4 separate regions of the Sus scrofa genome follow, and all the other regions are linked to region 2. Evidence: chromatin contacts called from public Hi-C data. All regions are on one chromosome and are shown on one strand. The core of a region is the stretch at or near the end of the contact, and the rest is flanking DNA. Distances in the headings are between cores, read along the strand shown.

Evidence for each region. Hi-C and Micro-C count contacts between places; a contact is called where the count stands out from the background.
Region 1: a contact with region 2 is called in a Hi-C map of liver, with 14 times the contacts expected there. The contact joins the promoter of LOC100513779 here to the promoter of LOC100737875 in region 2. A contact is called at or near these places in 4 of 47 Hi-C or Micro-C datasets (epiblast stem cells and liver).
Region 3: a Hi-C map of liver shows a contact between it and region 2, with 4 times the contacts expected there. The contact joins the enhancer-like site here to the promoter of LOC100737875 in region 2. A contact is called at or near these places in 1 of 5 promoter capture datasets (liver) and 23 of 47 Hi-C or Micro-C datasets (adipose tissue, alveolar macrophages, brain and 14 more).
Region 4: a contact with region 2 is called in a Hi-C map of fetal liver, with 1.7 times the contacts expected there. The contact joins the promoter of LOC110255291 here to the promoter of LOC100737875 in region 2. A contact is called at or near these places in 1 of 5 promoter capture datasets (liver) and 5 of 47 Hi-C or Micro-C datasets (fetal liver, liver and skeletal muscle).

Annotation. Positions count from the first base shown.
Region 1 is chr2:8,599,870-8,605,050 of Sscrofa11.1, forward strand. It overlaps LOC100513779 (solute carrier family 22 member 9), which reads right to left and starts at 3,684. Exons shown (of 11, transcript XM_021082907.1): 1 at 3,501-3,684; 2 at 2,953-3,399; 3 at 2,172-2,275. The coding sequence starts at 3,354.
Region 2 is chr2:8,749,127-8,754,961 of Sscrofa11.1, forward strand. LOC100737875 (solute carrier family 22 member 10-like) reads right to left here and starts at 1,702. Exons shown (of 10, transcript XM_003480688.3): 1 at 1,140-1,702; 2 at 373-476. The coding sequence starts at 1,541.
Region 3 is chr2:8,505,378-8,510,743 of Sscrofa11.1, forward strand. No RefSeq gene overlaps it. Among named protein-coding and RNA genes, the nearest start is that of HRASLS5, 33 kb to the left of the region's middle. Within about 2 kb of position 1,409, at least 4 of the 83 cell types and tissues checked have an H3K27ac peak or open chromatin away from gene starts, as enhancers often do. A contact at or near this core is called in fetal liver and liver, where this site is marked.
Region 4 is chr2:8,572,646-8,578,086 of Sscrofa11.1, forward strand. It overlaps LOC110255291 (solute carrier family 22 member 9-like), which reads right to left and starts at 3,802. Exons shown (of 10, transcript XM_021082908.1): 1 at 1,326-3,802; 2 at 261-364. The coding sequence starts at 1,727. All of the region lies in intron 2 of LOC110259242 (a long non-coding RNA gene), which reads left to right.

The DNA of each region.
Region 1 (5,181 bases), core at 2,434-4,933, 150 kb before region 2:
TTTTTTGACTATACCCACAGCATGCAGAAGTTCCCAGGCCAGAGACTGAACCCATGCCACAGCAGTGACCAGAACCACTGAATTGACAATGCTGGATCCTTAACACACTATGCCACAAGGGACCTCCAAGTCTTTTTATTGTTGAGTGGTAGTTCTTTATATATTCTGGATATTAAACCCATTCCTTTGGTATATTTGCCTATATTCATTCCTTATATATGATTTGTATTTTCTCCCTTTACATATGTTATCCTTTCACTTTCTTGATAATGTCCTTTAATGTGCAAAAATTTTTAATTTTGATGAAGTCCAATCTCTCTAAATTTTCTTGGGTTACTCAGGCTTTTGTTGTTATATTTAAGAATCCATTGTCAAACCCAAAGTCAAGTAGATTTGTCCCTGTTTTCTTCTAAGAGTTTTATGGGTTTAGCTCTTTTTTAAAATTTTTTATTAAAGTTTTTTTTAATTTTTTCTTTAAATTTTTTTTTTTTTTTTGTCTTTTTGCCATTTCTTGGGCCGCTCCCTCAGCATATGGAGGTTCCCAGGCTAGGGCTCGAATCGGAGCTGTTGACGCCAGCCTACGCCAGAGCCACAGCAACGCGGGTTCCGAGCCGCGTCTGCAACCTACACCACAGCTCACGGCAACGCCGGATCGTTAACCCACTGAGCAAGGGCAGGGACCAAACCCGCAACCTCATGGATACTAGTCGGATTCATTAACCACTGCACCACGACGGGAACTCTAGTTTAGCTCTTATATTTAAGTTACTAATCCATTTTGTGTTAATATTTGTTCTGGTTTTAGTTTTATCCTCATTCTTTTGCATGTGAATATCCTACTGTCACTGCACCCTTTGTTAGAGGGGTCATATTTTATCCATTGAATGGTCTTTTTCAAAAATCATTCAACATAGATATATTGTTTTATTTTTACTTCTGCAAGGTGAGTGGTTCTGTGTTATAAAACCATTAGAAATGAACACTCTGACTCTGAGCACTTTTATAATGTAAGTATAAAATCTGTGAATCAGTACAATCAGATTCACAGATTTCATCTGAGATGACATTATGATAGTAAATGATAAGGGGGCACCTTAATTCCTTACACCCTTCAGAAGAGACAGGCTTAGGTGGTGGCATAGCTGGCTGTCTAATTCAGAAGTGGTACTGTCAGGGACAAGATACTTCAATTTCTTTCTTTCTTTCTTTCTTTCTTTCTTTCTTTCTTTCTTTCTTTCTTTCTTTCTTTCTTTCTTTCCTTCCTTCCTTCTCTCTTTCTGTTTGTTTTTGTTTTTGTTTTTTGCTTTTTAGGGCTGCACCTGTGGCATATGGAAGTTCCCAGGCTAGGAGTCCAATTGGAGCTACTGCTACTGGCCTATGCCACCACTGCAGCAATGCAGGATGCAAGCTGTATCTGTGACCTACACCACAGCTCACAGCAACACCAGATCCTTAACCCACTGAGTGAGGGCTTGAACTCACATCCTCATGGATCCTAGCTGGGTTCGTTGACTGCTGAGCCACAATGGGAACTCCAAGATACATCAATTTATAACATCACAAATAGTGACAGCAGTTGTCATTGGATTAATTACCTATATGGTAAAAATTTTACCTTTATCAAAAATAAAATTCAGGGTCACTGGATTAATTTTTCTGTACACCACAGAGACACACTGCTACGTATAACACAGGTTTAATAAGAATGTCAACTCATCACATTTGAGAAACAGGGACATGATAATCATGCTCTGAAAATCCACAAGCAGCTTGGAGGGGCCAGGAAGGATTGAATATGGCTCCCTGGCCAAAGCCTGCAACACTTTTGCCATATCCGTGTCATCAAACAGGTTGAATCTCATCTTTCTCTCTCTTCCCATAAACTTTTCTCATCTTTCTAAACCACGTGTTGTGTCATCTCTGCTCTAAACCTCATCCTAAAATGCTCCCATGTCTGATGGAGATGTTTCTGTATCCCAGTGCTCACAATTGACAAAATAGCACTCACCACATTGATTGTAATTCTCCATTTGTCGGTGTTTTAGATCCCTGGGGACAAAGTAAGCCCCAGGACAGTGTAATTTATGGTAAGTGTTTCTTAATAGAAGAATGATTTGTGAGTTCATATAAATACTCCAGAATAAAGAAAGCTGTGATCCAGAGACACTCACCTGTCTGACAAATGGCCATATATGATGCTTCCCACCAGCATTCCAACCATGAATAAGAATTTGGCCACTGATTTTAGTGACTGAGATTCACATATCAGGTCCCACTGGAAGAGAAGGAAACCAGCAAAAGAGAGCTCCACAATTTATAACCCCCCCCAGTGGAAACCTGATTGAAACAGCTTAAATGATTTACAAGTTTCTTCATTTCAGCCCCCCCTTTTCCCTCCAACTTCCTTTTTTACATTAGTTGACTTTTATCATTCAAGTCTCAGTTTAATCGTAACTTCCTTTAGAAAGTCTCCTCTAGACCTATTAGTTTTAATAGTCCTTTGTTTTATTCCATACTAAGTGGTCCTCAACCTTGGCCACAGAGGAAGAGCATTTGAGTAGGTTTAAAAATTTACAGATGCCAGAATTTCAGTACAGATTTTCTCATATGGCTGCTCTTGGGTACTTAGAAATTTTGATCAGCGTCCCTGATATTTTTACTTTGCAGACAAGGTTGAGCATTACTGACCTTTTTAATTACATCACAGTTAAGTTATCTGCTTAACGTTTGGTCTTTCTAATAATAAAAGCCAAAAATAGCAAGGTCACATCTATTTTGGGGTTCATCAGACTCATTAAAAATAGGTGTCCGACATTCAATAAAGAAGTAATTCATATATGATGAGAGAATAAAGAATGAACACCTAATAGTGACTAAAGGCCAGATGCTTCATTACTCTGTTACCTCCAAACACCCACACCATGTACTCATGTGATGTAAAGAGTCCTTTACCTTAGTCACAATGGTGGAGGAGAAGGCGCTTCGGTCATACACCCAGCCGTCCACACAGGGCTCCGTGTCCAGGTCAGTCACGTTGGGGAAGGTCTCATTCAGGTGAAGGAGCTGCCTCTGGGGGTGGAGGTAGCGACGACACTTCTCCGGCTTCAAGTTTGAGTCCAGGGGGATGGAGATTCTCAGGAGGGCATCTTGGCTGAGGGTCCCAGTGCTATTAGCAGAGTCAGTGTCATTGTCAAGGATGTGGACCCAGCAGCGATGGCCAGGGACAGCTGCCGTGAAGTTCTCCAATAGGATGTGAGGGTACGCTATGAGGCTGCAGATACAAAGGAAAACCATCTGAAGGATCTGGAATCTTCCTAGGCCTCCCACTTGATCCAGGAGGTCCTGAAAGGCCATCGAAGCTGAACAGATGATCCTCAAGAGGAGGCAAAATAACTGTATCTAGAAAAGTTCACAGGGAGAAAAGGTTTCCTTTCACTATGTTACACGCTAGGTGTGTATTGATCCTGATCCTAGCGTTAACTCGATGGGCCCCGTCTCACCTCCACGGCAAGGCCATGGGAGCTAGTCTTCCAACTTGTTTGAGCATCAGATGGCCAACGGTTTTCTTTAAAGTCACAGAGAAATATTTTTCTGAGATGCTTCCAGCAGTTGACAAAACTGTTTAAAGGTCTATTTTGTGAAAATTCTTTTTGTCAGCAGTGCCCTGAAGTGGCATTGGACTTTGAGCTCCACATCTGTAAATAAAATAAAATAAACCTGCTACATGGTTTGCCGTCACTTTCAAAACATGTCACTTGTCACACTCCAAAGTGAAACTTTTTTTATTTTTCTGTGAAAAGTACTGAAAGTAAGTGCTTTGCTTGTTTTGTACTGAATTTTGATTCAAAGAGTTAATGAAAATAGTCCTGAGTTAATTTAGAGCAAGTGAAAGATGGTGCAATTCTTTCCTTTTGATAAATGGCACTCTTCTGCTTCAAGTCAAATCAAACCATGAATTCACATTGAAAATAAATTACTCAAAGTCGGAGCAGGGTGGGTAGTGATAGAAGGCAGCAGGCTACCAGTGGTAAGTGCATAGAGAGGTTTTTTTGTTTGTTTGTTTTGTTTTTTTCAAACAGGCCTATTGATTCATTCAGATAATATTTGTGAGGACTTCTCTGTTCTAGGAATACAGAACATGTTAAGACACGGTCTTTAAGTGTAAGACTATAGTGATCAAGGGAGAGGTACCTAAGCAACTACAATCTGATATTATAAAACATAATTATATGGCAACTGTACCATGTGCTATGGAAGAACTGAAGAGCAATACAGGGGAAACATCACCATTGTTAGCACTCTATCTTTCATTAGAAATTCTTTCGAAGCCTGATTCTGGTATAATTCACATACCACATAATTCACTCTTTAAAATATACAATTACGTGGGTTTTATTCATTCAGCGTTGTGCATTCGTCACTACTCTCTCATTACAGAACATTTTCATCCCCATGGAAACGTGTACCCACCAGGATCCACTTCCGACTTCCCACTCTAGCCCTACTTTTTAGCAGCCACTAATCTATGTCTCTTTATGGATTTGCCTAATTTATGTATTTCATAGAAATTGATTCATAAAATATGTGGGCCTTTGTATCTTTTTTTTTTCCCACTTAACGTTTTCAAGGTTCACCTATGTTGCAGCCTGGGTCACGCTTTCATTTTTTTAATGACTAATTCATTCTTCGTTGTATGGATAAACTGCATTTTTGTTTATCCATTCATTAGACCATGGACCTTGGGGCTATGTCTACATTTGCTGCTGTGAACAATTCTTCTGTCATCTTTCATATACTCATTTATGTGAACCTAAGTTTTCAATGTTATTGAATGTACACATAGGAGAGAAATTGCTTGGACACATGGTAGGTCTTCGTTTAGCTCATGGAGGGACTTCCACACTATTTTCCATACTGGCTGTACCTTTCTTTTTGTCATCAGCAATACATGAAAATTCCAGTTCTCTACAATCCTGCCAACACTTATTAAGTGTTTGATTACGGTGACTCTAGTGTTTGTAAAGTGGTATCTTACAATTTTTTGATTTGCATTCCCTTAGGATTAACGAGAATGAACATAATTTTACGTTCTTATTTGCTATTTGTATAACATGTTTATATAAAAGTGTAGTAACTTAATTTTCCCATATAAAAATTGAGTTCTTGGAGTTTCTGTCATGT
Region 2 (5,835 bases), core at 452-2,951:
AGGGGATTGAACCTCTATTTGAATAAATCCTGGCTGAAAACTTTCCAAATCTAAAGGAAACAGATATCAAGATACAGGAGCAGAGAGGGCCCCAGACCTCTACATACTATTCTGAAATACATGCCCACCCCCCCAGATCTGAGGGAGGTGTCACTTCCCCGTCCAACAGAGACACACTTTGCGGCAACACAACAGCATTTGGAACAAGGCGTCTAATTCTGCATTTCCATCTCTAGCCCCCTGGGACCCAAGGCAACCCACCACAGCACACATTGCATATTGGGACTCATTAAAGACTACTTTGTGACGCAATTAATCGTAAACTGGCAAAACGCCCCAGAGGAAGGGCAGCGGTGATCGGCAGGCACTCACCTGTCGGAGAGATAGCCGTATAGGAAGCCCCCCAGCAGCATTCCAGCCATGAATGCAAACTGAACCAGTGGTTTCTGAGACTGATAATCACATACGAGGTCCCACTGGAAGAGAAGGAAGCCAGCACCGAGGAGCTTCGCAGCATCTCGTAGTCCCTCGATAGTCATTCATTCCAGTAGCCCTCAGTGAACACACTGTCTGCTTCCCTGCAGTACTTCATCCACCTACATCATTTCAGGCTCAGCTTAAACATGGCTTTCTCTAGAAAGCCTCGGATAAATCTTCCAGATGATGCCAGGGCCAATCTTTCTAGTCACCTTCCTCAGCATCCTTCGGGGGTCTCAATCTTTGCCACCCACTGAAAACACTTAAGGTGGTTGTTTCACGCTGGTGCCCGTCTGGCTTCTCTGACAAGTAGCCAGGGCATGAAATTGTTGCTTAATTACCACAGATATTTCCCATTAGCAACTAGGCTGATAGCATGTGAGGGAGAATGATTTTTCCCAGATTATATCAAGTATTTACTTGCCTCCTCATCAGCCTTGCCTCAAACTGAAAGCTTTGTGATAATAAAATGCATGCCTCGTGGGTGGATTCCACTGGCCTCCATTGTCATGTAACTGCCTGGCAATTAAAAAGAAAAGCAATCACTCTTTGTTGAAAGAATGAAAGACAGCTGGCTACCCTATCTACACACTTGAACGTTTGACCTTCCATTATCCTAAACAGCCAGACACTGCCCTCCTTGTACTCATCAGGTCCTTTACCTCAGTCACGATGGTGTGGGAGAAGGAGCTTTGGTCATACACCCAGCCGTCCACACAGGGCTCCGTGTCCAGGTCAGTCACATTGGGGAAGGTTCCATTCAGGTGAAGGAGCTGCCACTGGGGGTGCAGGTAGCGCCGACATTTCTCTGGCTTCAAGTTTGAGTCCAGGGGGATGGAGATTCTCAGGAGAACCTCGGGGCCGAGGGTCCCCGTGTCATTACCAGAGTCAGTGTCATTGTCGAGGATGCGGACCCAGCAGTGATGACCAGGAATGGCCGCTGTAAAATTCTCCAACAGAATATGACAGACTACCATCATGAGGGGGGGAAAGGCTAAAAGCATCTGAAGGATCTGGAATTTCCCCAAGCCACCGACTTCATTCAGGAGCTCCTCAAAAGCCATTGTGAACAGGTGGTCCTCAAGAGGAGTCGCATGGACTTTATGAAGCTAAGTTCAAAGGGAGAAAAAGTTTTCTTTCATGAATTTCTGCTGTTTATGTGACCTGGCACCAGTTTCCCATAAATGGTCCTGTCACCTCACTCCTGCAACAGACCAATGGAAGCAAGAGTTCCCAGTCCTCCTGGAATTAGCAGGTATTATTTTTTTTGGCTAAGCTATAGAGAAAATTGTTTACCAAAGATGCTTCTAGCTGATATCAATGAAATCTGTTTAAAGATTTACTCTCTGAATGTGCTTGTCCTCAGTGATTCTGTGAAAATAGCACTGGACTTTGGAATGTACATAAGCTAAAATCAGCTGCTACCCAGTTTTCAGTCATTTCCAGAAGGAGGAAATTGAGAGGCACATAACCGAACTGCTTTATGACTTTTTTCTCTGGAAAGAACACAAAGCAATTATTTCTTGCATAGCACTGAATTTAGATTAAAATTATTAACAAAATACAATCCTATGTTCTTGATTAAAGCAAAGTAGAATGTGTGCAACTAGTAAATTTTGGTACCAAATTTTTTTTTTTTTTTGTCTTTTTAGGGCCATACCCAGGGCATATGAAGGTTCTCAGGCTAGGGGTCGAATCGGAGCTGTAAATACTGGCCTATGCCACGGTCACAGCAATGCCAGATCTGAACCACATCTGTGACCTACACCATAGCTGATGGCAATGCCAGATCCTTAACCCATTGAGCAAGGCCAAGGATTGAACCTGCGTCCTCATGGATACTAGTCAGATTCATTTCCACTGAGCCACGACAGCAACTCCGGCACCTAATATTCTATTTCCATTTAATCACACCAAGAACTCACAATAATTTTTTAATTCTTTGAAATATGGATACAAGAGAAAGGTAGTTATATGTTCCATGAGGGTTCATTTTCTCAGGATTACCCTTCTTTATTTTTATTAGACTATAGCTGATTTACAGTGTTGTGTCAATTTCTGCTGTACAGAAATCGTTACCCAGTCACCCATATATACATGTTCTTTTTCTCATACTATCTTCCTTCATGTTATATCCCAAGATATTGGACACAGGTCCTTGTGCTGGACAGTAGAACCTCACTGCTTCTCCATTCTAAATATAATAGTTTGCATCTACCAACCCCAAACTCCCCATCCATCCCACTTCCTCCCCCCTCCTCCTTGACAACCACAAGTCTACTCTCTATATCTGTGCCTCTGTTTCTGCTCTGTAGGTTCATTTGTGCTATATTTTAGATGTGGGGGAGGGGACTATTGTCCAGGTGAGAAATGAGAGCAACTTAGACATGAAAAGTTATCATACAGATTGTGGATATCATTTGAGGAACAGTGATTTTTTTTTTTTTTTGTCTTTTTAGGGCTGCACCCATGGCATATGAAAGTTCCCAGGCAAGGGGTCGAATCCAAGCTACAGCTGCCAGCCTATGCCACAGCCACGGCAACATGGGATCCCAGCTGCATCTGCGACCTACACCACAGCTCACCACAATGCCAGATCCTTAACCCACTGAGTGAGGCCAGAGATTGAACCCGCATCTTCATGGATACTAGTCAGATTCGTTTCCGCCGCGCTGCAACAGACACTCCCTCTATGTGGAATTTAAAAACACTGAACTCATAGGAACAGAGAGTGGAATGGTGTTTGCCAGTAGTCGAGGGTTGGATGAAACAGGGAGACGTTGGTCAAAAGGTAAATTCCCAGCTATAGGATAACTTCCAGAGATCTAAGGTACAGCATGGTATCTGTAATTACCAATACTATATTGTACACACGAAAGTTTCTACGAGAATGGAGCTTTTTTTTCTTGCTCAATGAATTCGATTACATTTAGAGTTGCACAACGATCATCACAACCCAATTTTGTCGCATTTCCATCCCAAACCCCAGGGCATCCCCTACCCACCAACCTGTCTCCTTTGGAAACCACAAGTTTTTCAGAGTCTGTGCGTCCATATCTGTTCCGAAGAGAAGTGTGTTGTGTCCTTTTTTTAGATTCCTCATGTCAGTGAGACCATGTGATATGGAGATTTAACAGGCTCGTCACAACAACGACACGGAAAGAATCATGTGAACAAACTAGTGGTGACCAGAGGGGAGAGGGGGTGGGGGTACGGGCAAGAGTTGCGGGAGGGATTAAGAGGTGCGAACTACTGGGTATAAAATAAATAAGTTCAAAGGATATATTGCACCACACAGGGAATACAGCCAACATTTTTATAATAGCTATAAGTGGGGTATAACCTTTAAAAATTGTGAATCACTCTTGTACACCTGAAACATACATAATATTGTAAACTAACTGTATCTCACTAGAAAATTAACACTAATAATGTGAGGTGAAGGATATGTTAACTAACCTTATTTTGATGAACATTTCACTATATATATATATACGTTGTGTGTTTCCAATCATCAGGTTGTGCACTTTAAACTGATGCTGTGTTATGTGGTAATTATCTCTCAGTAAAGCCCAGAGAGGAGGGCAGAATACGTTGATAGCAGGAGCTGGGGCCATGGTCCATCCTAGGTAATATGAAGGTGAAGAATAACATACCCGGATGCTTTTCCCATTGCAAAGAGCTTATTCATGCATCTGGCCGATCGTTTTCACCCCCACACTCTGTGATTCAACCACCTCTGCCTCTAGGATTGGACTTGAAGAAAGGTACCAAGAAGGCACGCTAGTTTCAAATCTTGTCTAAAATGGGAAACCTGTTTTATTTTTCCTCTTTTTTTATTTTTTATTTTTGGCCCTAACACCCCCACCCCACCCCACCCCCCGCATACGGAAGTTTCCAGGCCAGGGATCAAATCCAAGCTGCAGTCGTGACCTAAACTACAGCTGGAGTAAGGCCAGATCCTTAATCCACTGGGCCAGGCTACGGGTCCAACCCACGCCATTGCAGAGACAGTGCCAGATCCCCAACCTGCTGTACCACAGCAGAAACTTTCCTTTTACGTCTTTTTTTTTACTAGCAAAATAGTTTTAAAGTATTTGTCCTTTTAAAATGGAACAAAAAGAACTCTGCAGGATAAAGTGGAGTAGTTGGCCAAAACTAGATGTATGTGCTCATGACGTAGTGAGTTTCTCACTCAGCCACATTGCCAGTGATGGTGATGGTTTGGACTGTTTGGAATTTTAATCTGTTTATCTTTCATCATTATTTAATTTATATACATAATTGACTGATGCTCAAGTACAGAAAGCATGGAGAAACTGAGGTTGAAATACAAGTTAATAAGGAGCATAATAATGACAGTAATTTTGCAAATTCATTTCAAGATGATTTTAACTAGATCTTTATTGAAATTGCTACACAAAATTCTTACAAAGCATGTAGCCAGATGTCCCAAGGATTTTGCAAACCAATGCTAGGAAAGAAAAAACAAAAGTGATTACCTCCCATCTGCATTTTCTTTGGTGAAGAATTAATTCCAGCCACACCTTCAATGGAGGGAAAATGGCATCTTAAAACTTTATTCTTATCATTTAGTGACAATTTTTTTTTTTTTTTTGTCTTTTTAGAGCTGCACCCACGGCATATGGAGGTTCCCAGGCTAAGGGTCGAATCAGAGCTGTAGCTGCCAGTCTACGCCAGAGCCACAGCAACACCAGATCTGAGCCGCATCTGCGACCTACACCACAGCTCACGGCAACACCAGATCTTTAACCCACTGAGCAAGGCCAGGGATCAAACCCGAAACCTCATGGTTCCTAGTTGGATTCATTAACCACTGAGCCCCAACGGGAACTCCCAGAGACAAAACTTTTAACTCTTAGTATCATATCAACCAAGTGATTTTTCTTGGGTTACAATGCAAAATTTTCAGATAACACTTGTAAAAGCTTTTATGTCTGATTGGGATGTCCTAAAATTTAAATAAATGGATAAAATAAAAATTAATTGTAGGGGTTCCTGGTCTGGCTCAGTGGTAACAAACCCAGCTTGTAGCAGGTTCAATCCCTGGCTTTGCTCAATGGTTAAGGATCTGGCATTGCCGTGAGCTGTGGTGTAGGTCACAGATGCAGCTCAGATCCCACATTGCTGTGGCTTTGGTGTAGGTGACAGCTGAAGCCCCAATGCAAACTCTAGCCTGGGAACTTCCATATGCCATGGGTGCAGCCCTAAAAAAAAAAAAAATTAATTGTAAATGATGTTAATAATATATATTACATCCCTAGACTATTTTTTAGTTTCCTTATTGAAAAAATGCATTTCTTTGCTCATGCACACCTGCCTGGAAGAAAAAAAAAA
Region 3 (5,366 bases), core at 159-2,658, 240 kb before region 2:
TGGAAACTCCCAGGCTAGGGGTCAAATCGGAGCTACAGCTGCCCACCTACACCACAGCCACAGCAATGCTGGATCTGAGCGCATCTGCAACCTACACCATAGCTCAAGGCAACGCCAGATGCTTAACCCACTGAGGGAGGCCAGGGATCAAACTTGCATCTTCATGGATTCAAGTTGGGCTTGTTTCTGCTGCGCCACGATGGGAACTCCCTCCACAAAATGGCTTAAGCCAAGTGAGGAACTTACTTTAAGTGACCTTGACAATCCTGGAGTCAAAAAAAAGTACAGCTGGATTTAGGGCTTTGTGACATTGGCTTCAAAATACTGTGAAGGGCCAGGTTGCCAGAACCATGTGGTTATTAGGGATCAGGCAACGAAGGAGTCAGGTGGGCAGAAACAGCAGATGTGATCTTAGATCCCGGGTCTTCTTTTTCCCATGAGGACCCCAAACATGTTCTGATGCACAGAAGCTGATCTTGCTGTCCAGACTCATGGCTGGGATTCCTTAGAGAAGCTTGCTATGCAGGGATCTACATGAGGGGCCCTTGTTAGCAGATTTCTCCCCTTGGGTTGTTCCATAGGAAATGTGTGTTTGGGGGTATAGGGTATTTGTGGGCTTCGTTCTGTTTAGCGTTATAGAGAATCTACGATTGCAGGTCAGGCTCCTTGGAAAATAGGCTCCGAGGTGGAGGTTTGTGGGCAGGAAGTTTACTGGGGGGAGTGGAGGAAGCAGGCTGTGCACAGGGAGAAGCTGAACTGTGATGGATCCTGGCAGAGGCCTAAGCCAGCCTAAAAGGAGCTCTAGAGGTGAGAGGACCTGTCCTTTTCACCTCTCTGCGAATTAGTTTGTGGCTGCAGGCTGCCAAAGATGAGGGGGGTACCCTACAAGAGAGGGACTCAGGGGAGTTCCTGTTGTGGCTTAGCAGGTGAAGAACCCAACGTAGTGTCCGTGAGGATGCAGGTTCCATCCCTGTCCTCGATCAGTGGGTTAAGGATCTGGTGTTGCTATAAACTGCAGTGTAGGTCACAGATGCAGCTTGGATCCAGCATGGCTGTGGCTGTGATGTAGGCTGGTAGCTGCAGCTCCCATTGGATGCCTAGCCTGGGAACTTCCATATGCCATGTGCCCGGCCCTAAAAAGCCAAACAAACAAACAAAACAAATAAAACACCCAACCTTCACCTCTATTTAGAGTCACAGCTCTGTAGTCATTTCAGGTTTAAATTAGCTATTTCAGAGTGTTGTCTTCTCTGTCTTTTGCTCATGTTTGGCACCTAAATGACAGGGGAGGAAGGTGGAGATAGGCTTTCCACCCCCTTCTGTCCTATGCTTGCATGTGCTTCAATTAAACGTAGCCTGTCATGGTCTGTGACTGTCCCTCTACCTGGCATTTTGTTCATTTCCCAAAGGTGCAGTACACAGCAATTTCCAGGAGGGGGCACCCTCCTCAAGACCCTGAAATGCCTTCAAGCCATCAGCTCCTTTCTCCCCCTTTTTACAGACTGAAATATAGTTGATGTACATATAGTGTTAATTTCGGGTGTACTACGTAGTGACTCGACATTTGCATACGTTGCGAACTGATCACTACTACGTCAGATACTGTGTATCTGTCCCCATACAAATCATGTTATATACTCCTGATACTGTATATCACATCCTTGTGGCTTATTTCTTTTCTAACTGGAGGTTTGTACCTCTTCACTGCTTGATTTATTTCAGGCCAACAGCTCTTAGCCAACTGGAGGCCTTGAGAGGGCTGGCTCTGTCACCATGCCCACTCTGGCATGTACCCACCTTTGCTCTGCTGCTTCCTTGCCTTTTGGACAGGGGAGCATCCAGACGTGCAGTCAGCTGGCAAAAGTTTCCCTTGGAATGGAGCACAGATTCCTTCTGCTCTCATTTCCCCAACTGTAGGGGGACAGAATCTAGCATATATATCACCTGGAATGGGTCGTATTTTAAGCCCTCTAGCCTCCATGTGTTAAATATATCTTTGGTAATAATGGTGAAATGAAACAAATAATAATAATGGCCAGAGTAAACATACAGTGAAAAAATTAAAAAAAAATTCTTGTCTATAACTATGCAACTAAAACAATAGAATAAAACAAATACGACAAAGTGCAACGATTGACTCTAATGTTTTCATTCTACCTTACAGTTCGAACTTTGGGTCCTTTGGTTACAGCCTGATGTAACAGTATTTTACGTCAATAATTATCCATTAAGCAAATTTAAAAAAGGAAGCATTAGCAAAGGATGCAATCAATGCAACTACAAAATTGTTCTACTGATACAATATTTTGTTTTCTTATTTTTTTTTTAGTTTTAAAGGAGTTAATCACTTAAAAACTGTAATTTTCAATTTAAAAATACTATTTAAACTTAGCAAAATATTTTTTTTTCTTTTCTTTTCTTTTTGTTTTTTAGGGCTGCACCTGCAGCATATGGAGGTTCCCAGGCAGGGGTCCAATGGGAGCTACAGCTGCCAGGCACAGCCACAGCCACAGCCACAAGGGATCCGAGCCTCGTCTGCAATATACACCACAGCTCACAGAAATGCCAGATCCTTATCCCACTGATCGAGGCCTGGGATTGAACCCGGAACCTCATGGTTCCTAGTCAGATTCATTTCCACTGTGCCATGACGGGAACTCCAGCAAAATATTTCTTATGTAAAATAAATGTTAACTCACTGAACAAAAATGTACATGTCGCAGTTTTCTTGTTTTACTATTTTAAATTTTGAACACAGATAAAACTCCAAGTGGCTACGCCGTTGAAGTCATTCAAGTTCAGGTTTTTTATTTTTCTAATCACTATGCTTTCATTGTTTATTTTGAATCTTTTTTTTTGGGGGGGGGGCAGCCTCAGCATATGGAAGTTCCCGGGCCAGAGACTGTATCCGAGCCACAGCTGTGACCTAGCCAGCTGTGGTACTGCCAGATCCTTTAACCCACTGCGCCAAGCTGGGGATCAAAACCGCACTTCCACAGTAAACTGAGCTGCTGCAGTCAGATTCTTAACCCACTGTGCCACAGCAAGAACTTCTCGAGTCCACTCTTTTTTTTTTTTTTTTGGTCTTTTTTTGCCTTTTCTAAGACTGTTCCCGTGGCATATGGAGGTTCCCAGGCTAGGGGTCTAATTGGAGCTGTAGCCTCTGGCCTACACCACAGCCACAGCAACTCGGGATCCGAGCCACGTCTGCGACCTACACCACAGCTCACAGAAATGCCGGATCCTTAACCCATAGTGCGAGGCCAGGGATCAAGCCCGCAACCTCATGGTTCCTAGTTGGATTTGTTAACCCCTGAGCCACGACGGGAACTCCCTCGAGTCCACTCTTTAAAGGCAGAAATATGCTATATCACAGGGATTGGAGATACAATAGTGTCCAAAATGAGCTGGTATGATTCTGAATCCTCATGAACTTATTCTTTTTTTTTTTTTTTTTTTTTTTGTCTTTTTAGGGCCACACTCTCGGCATAGGAGATTCCCAGGTTAGGGTTGAATTGGAGCTGTAGCCACTGGCCTACTCCACAGCCACAGCAATGCCAGATCTGAGCTGTGTCTGTGACCTCTACAGAAGCTCATGGGAACCTGGATCCTTAACCCACTCAGCGAGGCCAGGGATAGAACCTGCGTCCTCGTAGATGCCAGTCAGATCTCATGAACTTATTCCTGAAACGAATGTGTGTAGCTGGTTCCACAGATGCCTGGGGCAACTTGTACACCTGGAAGTTCTCCAAATCAGTGTCCATGTAAGATACAGTATTTATTAAGTGATAAGTAACAGGAACGTGTTAATTTGAAGCGTGCAGATACAATATTATTATTTTTTATTTATTTATTTTTTGTCTTATTTTGCTATTTCTTTGGGCCGCTCCCACGGCATATGGAGGTTCCCAGGCTAGGGGTCTAATCGGAGCTGTAGCCGCCGGCCTACGAAAGAGCCACAGCAATGAGGGATCCGAACCGCGTCTGCAACCTACACCACAGCTCACGGCAATGCCGGATCCTTAACCCACTGAGCGGGGCCAGGGATCGAACCCGCAACCTCATGGTTCCTAGTCAGATTCGTTAACCACTGCACTACGACGGGAACTCCGAGTGTTATTACTTAACAGGAATCACATCCATTGCTCAGAACTTAGACCAACAACACATATTTTTGGTTGAGTAGGAGGAGCTTGTTGCTTCCATGAAAGGTGCTGCTACACAGTAATAATAAAACAGACCGACTTATATTTATTTGTATTTTACAGCTGAACCCGAGACATATGGAAGCTCCTGGGCCAGAGATGGAATTGGAGCTGTGGCTTAGACCTACGACACAGCCTTGGCAATGCTATGGGGCCAGGGATCGAACCCGTGCCTCTGCAGTGTCCCGAGGCATTGCAGAGACAACACTGGATCCTTAACCTGTTGTGCCACAGCAGGAACCCTCCAGACTGACTTTCTGTTAAGTTTTACTATTGTTTTCAAATTCTCTATGTAAATGCACCTGCCTTCATTCTTTGTTTCCTACTGAGCAGACGGGTTCATTGTTCCACTATGGATGGTAGGGCGAATACCCTGCCCAGAGTTCTTTTTCAGAGCCTACTGTCTTTTATCTTTTGAGTCTTAAAAGCCTCTACTCTCTTGTTGCTTCCTCTCAGACACTCCTTCCCCAGCTCAGATGATCTTTAGCTAGTTTTGGGGTTGAGGGGGTGGCATGGAGGGCAGAGCTTGATAGACCTGATGTCTTCCTAACTGTTTCTTACACTTGGACAAAGATGTTTGAACCCCAAGTAAAAATTTGCTTGCTTCACTTTGACGGTTTCTTTCTTACGACACGAAGACAGGTTGACAACGGATATAACCTTCTGAATGGCAATTAGGTCACATACATTATGGAAAATGCAGATGAAAGATACTTTTTAACCCAGTGACACTAAGCCTAGAAATTTTTCTTGCATATAAGGAGGTTCTTTGCAGCGCATTTTTTTTTTTTTTTGCAGCACAATTTTAAATAGCAAAATGGTGGAATAAAAAAGCTTGATGTCAAAAACCTGGATGGATCTCCAGAGAATTATTTTGAGTGGATAAAGCCAGTCCCCAAAGGTCACATCATGTATAATTCTGTTTATGTAACATTCTTGAAATAATAAAATTATAAAAATAAAGAACAGATTAGTGTTTGCTAGAGGTCAAGGGAGGATGAGGTTGGGAGGAAAGGGGATGTGACTATCATAGGGTAACATGAGAGGTCCTTGTGGTGATAAATGTGCAATGTTCCATAGGAGTTCCCATGGTAGTTCAGCGATAATGAACCTGACCAGTATCCATGAGGACTCAGGTTTGATCTCTGGCCTGGCTCCATG
Region 4 (5,441 bases), core at 2,552-5,051, 170 kb before region 2:
TAGCCACCCGCCTACGCCAGAGCCACAGCAACGCGGGATCCGAGCCGCGTCTGCAACCTACACCACAGCTCACGGCAACACCGGATCGTTAACCCACTGAGCAAGGGCAGGGACCGAACCCGCAACCTCATGGTTCCTAGTCGGATTCGTTAACCACTGCGCCACGACGGGAACTCCCAATAAGTATTTCTTAATGAGAGAATGATCCATAAGCTGAAAGTACTTGAGAGTAAAGAAAACTGTGTTCCAGAAATACTCACCTGTCTGATAATTGGCCATAGATGAAGTTTCCCACCAACATTCCAGCCATGAATAGGAATTTAGACACTGAGTTCAGTGACTGAGATTCACATACTACGTCCCACTGGAAGAAAAGGACACCATCTCAGCAGAGCTTCACAGCAGTTTAAAATCCCTCAGTGGAAATCTGATAAAAACCCCTTAACATAACCTGCAAAGTTCAATATAGCAGGCCCCATCACCCTCTCCAGCTTCTTTTCTGCATTAGTTGATCTTTTATTATTCAGATCTCATTTAAACATAACTTCCTCAAGGAAGTATCCCCTAAATCTGCTAATTTTATTAATCTTCAGTTTTATATCATGCTAAGTGGTTGTCAACCTTGACCACAGAGTGAAATCATTTGAGAAGATTACTGATGCCAGAATTTTACAACAGGCCTCATATGACTGCTCTGGGGTACAGTCTGGAAAAGAAGTTTTTTGGTTTTGTTTTGTCTTTTTAGGGCTGCATCCGTGGAATATGGAGGTTCCCAGGCTAGGGGTTGAATAGGAACTGCAGTTGCCAGGCTAAGACACAGCCACAGCAACACAGAATCCGAGCCACATCGGCAGCTCACGCCACAGCTCATGGCAACGCCAGACCCTTAACCCACTGAGCAAGGCCAGGGATGCAAGCCATGTCCTCATGGATCCTAGTTCTGTTTGTTCCCACTGAGCCACAGTGGGAATTCCAATGGGAGTGGAGTTTTTCATCAGTCTTCCAAATATTTATAATTTGCAACCAAATGATGAGCATTACTGACCAGTTATAACCATTTTAACACACTACATAGGTCACTCGCCTTGACTTTGGTCTTCCCAAGAAGAAAAGTATTACAATAGCAGGGTTCACATCTATTTTGCTGTTCATTAGACTCAATAAATATGTAGGTGTCTCGAATTTAATAGAGAGGTGATTTATATTTCCTGAAAGAATGACGAATGAATGCCTACCTAGTGACCAAAGGCTAGAAGCATGTTCATTACTTTGCTACCCCCAAACACCCAGACCATGTACTCATAAGAGGTAAATAAGGCCTTTACCTCAGTCACGATAGTGGAGGAGAAGGCACTCCGGTCATACACCCAGCCGTCCACACAGGGCTCTGTGTCCAGATCAGTCACGTTGGGGAAGGTTTCATTCAGGTGAAGGAGCTGCCACTGGGGGTGGAGGAAGCGACGACACTTCTCCGGCTTCAAGTTTGAGTCCAGGGGGATGGAGATTCTCAGGAGGGCATCTTGGCTGAGGGTCCCAGTGCTATTAGCAGAGTCAGTGTCATTGTCAAGGATGTGGACCCAGCAGCGATGGCCAGGGACAGCTGCCGTGAAGTTCTCCAATAAAACATGAGGTTGGACCAAAAAGCTGGAGATACAAAGGAAAACCATCTGAAGGATCTGGAATCTCCCCAGGCCTCCAGCTTTATCCAGGAGTTCGTGAAAGGCCATTGAGGCTGAATAGGTGATTCCAAATAGGAGGCAGAATGACTCTAGAAGAGTTCAAGAGAAAAAATATTTCCTTCTTCGATGTTGCACTGTGTGTTGATCCTGACCATACATTCTCCTCAATTGGCCCTGTCTCACATCGTGTCTCTATATTGTTTTAAGGTCAGGTGGGTAAGTAGCTGTTTCAGAAAGATGAAGATTTTCTGTGTAATTCTAGCAGTTGTTGATCACATCTGTTAAATGTTTACTTTGCAAAAACTCTTCTACTCAGCAACACCCAAAGTAGCACTGAACTTTGACTTGTAATTCTCTAGTAAATAAACTAAAGTGACCTGCTATATTGTATGTACAGCCCTTTTTCCAAAAATGTAATATGTGAGACTCGAAAATTAAGTGCTTTATTTTTTTTTTGTGGAAAGGAGTGAAAATAATTTATTTTGCTCATTTAGTACTAAATTTTTATTAAAGAGTTAATGAAAACAGTACTGAGTTAAATTAAAGCAAGTAAAATGTGATGCAATCCTTTCTTCTTGGTAAGTGATATTCTGCTTCATTTCAAATAATACCACGAATTCACACTGCAAATAAATTACTTGAATGAGTGGTGGGTGATGGAGGGCAGAGGGCTATGCCAGTTGTAAGCTCATATAAAGATTTTACTGAGGACCTCTCCCTATTGTTTGTGGTACTGAGGCTTAGCTGGCACTGTAGTAAATTACTGTCCTGACTTTCCATCTAGTGTCTATTTTTGGTATTGCAATTCTGGTGCAGGGTTTATGACTTTTTTCAGAGACCCCTAACTTTGCATTCATTCCTATTTGTACTTAGATGATGGTCTCCCCAGAAGCTCCCCTATAAACCAGTTGGACATGCAATCTTGTAATTTCCCTCTCTAGAGAGAAGATAGAAGTTGGTGGTTTCCTAGCAAATGAATCTCAGTGTGAGGTGTAGGGGATGGGCTTTGGCCAGAGAGAATGGAGAGTGTCAGGAATTCAATACTGCTTGGTGCTGTTGGCTTCATGGTCATTCGGGGTGCATGAATCTTTAACTGGTTTCTGGATTTCTCACAGAGGTGTTTTACTGTTGTAAAATTTATGGCAAAGGAAGGTTTAGGGCTTTTCATTCTGTCATCTTGCTAATGTCACTCCCAGAATTAATGGAATTTTTACTTTGAATTGGCTGCCACTGAATTCCTAAGGAAAAATGAGAAAAAGCTCATTGGAGCCTGGAGAAATGAGGATACATATTATATAGTGGCAGAAAGTTTAGCAACACGATGCTTACTAATATGTGTAAAGTGGAAAATGGGCTTAATAAACTAGGTGATATAGCTAAGAAAATTATCATGCAAAATGTTGACAATGCCTTTATTTCTCTTGCTGATTTTAGAAAATTGAGAGAAAGATGAATTAAGAGAAGAGCTAATAAAGTAAGAAGAACTGGGACATGATGGTTTTAAATGTCCTTTCTAGATAACAAGTGAGTTAAAACTAGCATTGGATTCTCAGGAAAGGCCAAATCCAGGCTACTATCAGAGAAGATTTTCACACATCAAGTGGAGATGTGAGTGTAAAATCATTTGATAAGACCTTACAAGGATCAAAGTACTGCCACAGTATAGTATTCAGTCACACAAAAGTCCCTTAAAGAGATTAAATGTGTGCTTTACAAATCCTCTCAATAAAAAGAAAGGTATTTTACAAAGTTTATTTGTGTTGAATCTGGCTGATGACATGAGCATGGAAAAATTATATGTATAGAGAAATTGCAGGTTGTTTCAGTGGTTGTTACATGTATAGCAAAACACTGCCTTACCTAAGATGTGTTTATGTCATCTGATAAGCAGCCATGGATAAGAATGCAGAAGTTTACAAACTTCCATTAGGGGCATTGTAACTCAGGCCCAGGCATCTTGTCACACATCACACAGGTATTGCTGTTAGAATGAAGCAGTCTGTATAATTTCAAACAGGAGTGGACAACAGTAAGCTAGTGCCTGGTTTCTTCTGGACTCCACCCAATGCCTTTTTCCTTTTCTGATTTTTTTATTTTCTACTTTTTTTCTTTTTTAGCCGCCCTGTGGCATATGGAATTCCTGGGACAGGGATCAGATCTGAACTACAGTTGTGACCTGAGCCACAGCTAGGGCAATCCTGGATACTTAACCCATTGTGCCGGGTCGGGGATTGAACCTACGTCTCAGTGCTCCCAAGATGCCACTGATCCTGTTGCACCATAGCAGGAATGCCTTTCCTTTTCTAATTTTAATGTTTCTTTTCACTGGAATAAACCATAACCTTGAGTTTAACTTTTTTTTTTTTTTTTGAGTTCTATGACTCCTTCTAGTAAATCATTAAACTCAAATATGTTCTTGGGGACCCCCAACAAAGTTGGGATGCTTCAATGAAGGTAAATAAACAGATTAGTCTTTGTTTTGCATCTGGTGTTTTGGGATCCTTAACCCACTGAGCGAGGCCAGAGATTGAACCCACAACCTCATGGTTCCTAGTCAGATTCATTTGCACTGCACCACAATGAGAACTCCTTACTGAACCATTATTGTTGCAACAGAGTCCCCAGGAAGTATATAGGAGTATGTGGAGATGGAAGAGTCCTTCAGAAATGTCTGAAATTGAGGCACAGAGTAAGCAAAGAGCAAAGGTAATTTCACATGGACCAGTTATTAGGTACAAGCAATCCCTCAGGGATTTAACATTGAAAGATGTACATTCCTTTGACCAAAGACCAGAATAAGGAATAGATATTGGCATTAAGTCATACTTTTGTTATGGCCTGTCTATCTTGCCCAGAGGGATGTTGTGTTTTATTTGTCTTTGCCATAGGTTAACTAAAACAGAATAGTATCTAGGAAGTAAAGCACCTTGATAAATGACAAATAGCAGCTAAATGACAAATATCAGTTGAGATATCCTTGTATGAGAGTTTTCAGCTCCTATAGAACATGCTATACAGACCATGGCTTATGGGGACTAAGCTACTGAGTCTCTGTCTTGTGATCAACAGCAGCTCATGGGCTCTGGAGAAATTAGATTCTGGGGAACAGGGCTCAACTAATGTCTCCTTGAGTTTTTTGAAAAGAAGGGTGATGTGTCCATGAGATGGCAAAAAACAAAACACAATTTTACTAAATTCTGTGAGTGGCTACATTGTCTAGGTCTCTAGTTTTCACACATTGCCTATTCTCAGGTCCACCATAAGACCGTATTCTACTCAGTGATGTTATAATAACTCTGAAAAGAATAATGAGTCAATAACTGCTTCGGGAAGGTACCAATGGAGGACTCTTTCAGCAGAGATTTCCCTGCCATGTCATTATACAAATCACCTTCTCTCCTATTAACAGCACCACTTGTTTTATGTACTATGCTTGTTTAGGAGGATAGCCTTTGGCTAGATCCTATGATACTATTTCCAGATAATTAATAGAATCATGTCTTATATAACATGATTTTCAACAATTATATATAGCTTCATAGCTTTGAAAGGTATGGTTGACAGGGCCTTTGTTAGTGGGTAGTCTGTGTCCATGTCCAGGAAGAAGCTCTAATATTACAGTTAGGAGAGAGGATTTTCCATATATCATTTCCTCACTTGATTTCAAAAGTCACTAGTTCTCTGACTTCCATTTGTCTTTTTATAAAAGTCCTTTTGAGAAATACTACATAGTACAGAGTAAATGAAACATGCTCACTGATA